2 separate regions of the Macaca mulatta genome follow, and region 2 is linked to region 1. A link is a contact called in public Hi-C data. All regions are on one chromosome and are shown on one strand. The core of a region is the stretch at or near the end of the contact, and the rest is flanking DNA. Distances in the headings are between cores, read along the strand shown. Region 1 holds the start of ARHGEF12 (Rho guanine nucleotide exchange factor 12). Region 2 overlaps ARHGEF12 (Rho guanine nucleotide exchange factor 12).

What was found. A called contact is a pair of places that touch in the nucleus more often than the background predicts.
Region 2: a contact with region 1 is called in a Hi-C map of fibroblasts, with 2.2 times the contacts expected there. The contact joins the enhancer-like site here to the promoter of ARHGEF12 in region 1.

The regions. Positions count from the first base shown.
Region 1 is chr14:121,023,335-121,025,884 of T2T-MMU8v2.0, forward strand. ARHGEF12 (Rho guanine nucleotide exchange factor 12) reads left to right here and starts at 1,275. Exons shown (of 40, transcript XM_077964534.1): 1 at 1,275-2,550.
Region 2 is chr14:121,119,201-121,121,750 of T2T-MMU8v2.0, forward strand. ARHGEF12 (Rho guanine nucleotide exchange factor 12) reads left to right here. Exons shown (of 40, transcript XM_077964534.1): 10 at 774-914. Among named protein-coding and RNA genes, the nearest start is that of ARHGEF12, 96 kb to the left of the region's middle. Within about 2 kb of position 1,266, at least 4 of the 40 cell types and tissues checked have an H3K27ac peak or open chromatin away from gene starts, as enhancers often do.

The DNA.
Region 1 (2,550 bases), core at 25-2,524:
CTTTTGCTTACCATCTTCTGAAGCTTTCCCACAGCAAAATGCCTTCTTTGCTCACAGCTAGAACCGTGGGTCTGTTTAAGTTTGGAAAGATCTTGAAAGCAGCTTGCCAAGAGGTTTTGTATGCAAGGAAGAGAAGGTGAATTAGGAAACTTTCCCAGTTTGTTTTATTCCTGAAGCTTAAGTATTGAGGCTTCCCTCAAGTATTAAGGGAAGAGAGGAACTCATTTTTAAAATGCATGATTTGATGAGTCATTGGGTTCAATTAATTTGATACTTACACTGTAACATTATTAGAATAGGGGAAAATAAGATATTTAATACTTTTAAGAAAGATTTATTAAGTTTGGGAATAAGGTTTGCATTTTGGTCAGTGTGTATATATATATAGAGAGAGAGATGAATGGGATTCGTTCCAGTTACATGTAAACACTCAATTTAAGAGTCTTCAGGGTAGAATTGTCATGCTAGGATACACCAGCAGGTGGCAATGTGTCCTGGTCTCATCATTAGGAAAGTGCCTTGGCTAATCTGCTTCTATTCTTTCCAAAAATAAACATTACAAAATTAGCTGGCTGTGCCTTGAACCTAAAAATCGAGCAATAAAGAGTCGTCTCTGGCCTCTGTTTATCTTTTCCTTTTTTTTTTCCACCCCCCCGTTCTAACTAACGTCAGTGTGAGCTCATGCCTCTATTCGGGGATAATGATCCTTTCATGAACTGTTGTGGAATGACTTTTTGCAACAGCATTGTTAAGAGGTAATTGTTTCCTCTCTCCACATCCACTGTTTATTAGATTTGATTTGCTACTTGGATTCCACAAAATGGCTGAAATTCCTTGCCACCAACATAGGTTTACGCTCAAAAGTCTGAAAATAGTTGGATAAAGGGAATAGCCTCTTTAGACGTTTGCAGGCAGAACTGAAGAACTGCATTATACGTGGTACCTAAATTGCCATAATACTGAATTATTCAATCATAAAACTAGATGGGTATCTAAATCTCTCTACCCAGAAGGGGAAAAAAACGAAAAAACGTTTGGAACCCTTCAGAGAGAACCGTAATGCTATTTACTGGATAAATATACTTCATTTTCTTCTCCCATTTCTTTCCACAACACACTTGTTAAGTCGCCATGCAAAGCACCATGCCTTCTCAATTTGGCAAATAACACATTTCATTTTGCCAAGGCAAAAACAGCCTAAAAGCAATATTTATACCGAGAAGCCCTGGCTGCAGTCCCCAGCTGCTCTCCCTCAGCCCTGCGCCTCCCGCTCCCGCCGCGCTCTCCCCCCGGAGCCGGCAGGTGCCCAGGTGAGCGGGGCCTGCGGAGGCAGCGAGGGGCGCCGGCCGGGCACTGGTAGAACGCTTGCAGCCAGAAGGCAGGAGAGAGAGTACATTCCCTTAAGGAATAAAAGTTTCCAGGACAAGGGGGGCTGGTAATTTCCAAAGAGCCTCCCAGCACGATGTCCTAGGGATCTGGGGGGCGCTCTCAGGAGGTCTCTGGTGAAAGTAGACTTAGTACAAACTGGCCTCGAAAGACAACGTCTCGGCACTCAGGGGCCCAGGCGCCGCGGGAGGTTGGTGGGCCTCCCGGGGCTGCACGGGTCCCACCTCCCTCCGCCCCGCAGGACTACTTTTCCGCTCCCCCAAACAGGGCTCCGGCGGAGGCGTCCTTACAAGGGCGGGAGCGCAGCCCTGAGCGGCGGAGGGATCCCGGGTGAGGCGGCTTCCCGAAGTCAGAGGGGAGGGGGCCAAAAAAGTCGGCGGGGGACGGGAAGCGCGAGCTCGCGCCGGACGCGGCCAGGGCCGGGAAGCCAGAACCGGAACCGGAACCCGCGCGCGCGCCCGCGTTTGCGCGGCCCCCACCGCCGCCGGCCTCCTCCGCTGTCTGCGCGCGCTCCCGCGAGGGCCTCCAGAACCCGGCGAGCCGGCCCTGCGCGGGTAGAAGCCGCCGCCTCCGCCTCCGCCTCCCGGACCAGGGCTTCCAGGCCGGGCCGGACGGGCATCTCCCGCCCCTCGCGGGGAGCGTCGGGGAGGAGCCGCCGCCTCTGGCGACTGCGGAAGAGTCCGGGCCTCAAAGGGATGGGGAGCAGCCCGCGGCGCTGAGAGACCGGGGTCCCTGTCACCTCGGGCCGCGGGACCCTCCCCCGGCGCCCGCGGCTAGTCCCAGCACCGGGAGCCTGGTGGGGGCGGCGAGCAGAGGAGGAGCCCCGGGCCCGGGACATGGAACCGCGCGAGCCCGGCGCGGGACGGCCGGAGACGCGGCCAACGCTGCGGCCAGGAGCAGCCGGCAGCCCCAGATAGAGAGCCGGGAGGGAGGGCCCCGGCCCTTGCCGCGGCGGGGAGTTCGAGGCCCCGAGACTCCGGAGGAGGAGCCGACACCCGTCCCAGAGCTGATCCCGCCCCAGCCCCGGCGGGAGTCGCGGGTCCCCTTCCCACGGCGCGCGGACTTCTCTCTCTGAGGAAGTTTCTCCTTGTGCCTTCTGGAGGATTTGTCGCTAGCTCGACTCACTCTGGACTGACTCGCTCCCTGGCTTTCTCAGTTTGTTTT
Region 2 (2,550 bases), core at 16-2,515, 96 kb after region 1:
GTTTGGGCAGCTATCTAAATCTTTATAACCTGGCCAGGCGTGCGTGGCTCACACCTGTAATCGCAGCACTTTGGGAGGCCAAGACGGGCAGATCATCTGAAGTCAGGAGTTTGAGACCATCCTGGCCAACATGGTGAAACTCCGAGTCTACTAAAAATAAAAAAATTAGCCAAGTTTGGTGGTGTGTGCCTGTAATCCCAGCTACTCGGGAGGCTGAGGGAGGAGAATGGCTTGAACCATGGAGGCGGAGGTTGCAGTGAGCCGAGATCCTGCCACTGCACTCCAGGCTGGGTGACAGAACAAGACTCCATCTCAAATTATATAAATAAATAAATGCTTATAACCTGATCTAAATGCTTGTAATAATTTATGTTATAGTATTATGTCCCAGAATTGACCATTGATTGACACTCTGAAGCATTGGAAGGTAGTTAACAAGAAACTGTAGGGTAATAACCTTAATTAATGGGCAGACAATATCAATTAACAAAACATTTTACCTTTTTGCTATATTTGTAAGTTTGAACTTATATTCTTTTTACCAAAATATCACTTGCCCTGTCTTTAAGGTCATGCCATTTTAGAATCCCAGAATTAGTAGTTATTTATGGATTTTACTTGTAGAATTTTAACCATACTTGAGCACATCAGAATGTCCAACTTTTAGCAGTCTCCATGTAGATTGTAGTACCACTCTATTTCTTTATGCAGCAAGTAATGAAAGTTTTCTTTTATGTGTTTGTGTGGGTGTGTTTTTCTTTAATCTGTTTTAGGATGGAGCTGTAGTTACACCCTCCAGACCTTTAGGTGACACCCTAACAGTCAGTGAGGCAGAAACAGATCCTGGAGATGGCCTGGGCAGGACTGACTGTAGCAGTGGAGATGCTTCTCGGCCCAGTAGTGACAATGCAGATGTAAGTATTCAGTGTTCTAAATCTTTTTTCTTCTGTATTCTTCTTTACAGCCCCTTTCTAGATTTGATTTTAAGTGACGTGAGTTAGAGGTGTCTTAGCACTTTTTACCATCCCCATTTTTAATATACCAATTTGATAAACAGAAATCTGGATACTGTTGTATATAAGCTTTTAATTCCAGAGTTCACTTTTTCCCTTGAACACCCATTGCCAACTGTTTCTTTTACAGGGATGGAATTTCCCAGCAGGCATCTTGTTCGTGGGTAGAGAAGTTACTAATGCCAGTGCATTCTTACTGAACCGAGAGACCAACTGTTGATATCTTTAAGAGCATGTTAATATTCCATTTGTGGTCAGAGTGACTCAGTCTTGAATCATGGGGCACTTTGCCATTACCAAGAGGAAAAACCTTAGTCCTGTTAGATAGGCTTCAGTTAATAGCCCAGGTTTAGTAACAGCACTTTCTTGATTAACCCAGAAACTGCCAGATGAACATGAGTATCTGTTAAGACGATAATAAAACATTTTAAGCTGAATATGATGTAGCACCATAGACCTATGAATACTTAAAAGCTAAGTTCAGTATTATTTACTCAACAATACTTTGTAAATTGTATGCAGTGATAGGAATAATGACTTAAATGTAGATCACCCTCTTTAAAAGTGATGAGGGAAGTTGTCTGAACGAATGTTTTGTAATTGTGGGTCATGAAATCAATTTTGTGGGTTATATTTCTTTAAAAAAAAAGAATAGGAAATACAGTGCTTTGCATATAGAAGAGATGTCACTTCTTGGGACTTTTGTTACATATACACACATCTACTATTTAACAATGTGAAGTTTCTCTCTTATTGAAGGTTGTTGGGATGGGGGTTGTTTTGTTTTGTTGTTTTTTAAAAAGGAATCCATGGTCTAAGCCATAAGTCAGGCTGTCTCTTGAGGCTTAGGCCCAATGACCCAGTTCCTCATCCAAAAAACAAACTGAGGATTTGTGGGTTTTTATTTACTTATTTATTTATTTTTGAAAGATGGTGATAGGAGTCTCGTGATTGGGTTAGCTAAAGGTTTTAATGGAAAATTTCAGTTTGGGCTCAAGGAAAAAATGGTAATAGCTAATATTTGTTGGGTATATATCACATACACAGTGATGTGTTTTATGTTCCTTAGTTAATTCTCAGAACAGCCTTATGAAATAGTACCGTTGTTACTGTAACTTTACAAAAGAAAAAATTGAGTTAATTAATTTTAACAAAGGGAGTTAACTTTCCACACTTATTCAGGCAATAGGTAATCTACTTCTGCCTAGCTCCAAAATACCAGTAATCTAAATATAAACAAGAGCACTGAGGTATGAAAATGCAAAACATTTTGAGAGAGCAGTGAAAATTTTAGGGCAACCTGGTGTATTAGGGTTATAGATGAAATGGCTAGAGATTATCTTAGAAGCCAAATCATGAGTCCAGGTTATAAAGGGCTTCAGCTTGTTCTAGCAGTACATACTGCTTTTGGGAATGCTTCTCGTACTCTTCTTTTTGTTTTACTGCCGCGTCTCCTCTCTGTTTTCATGGCTTGTCCCTACCATGAGATGGGAAGTTCCTTGAGAGCAGAGGGACTGTCTTGTCTGACTTTATGTTT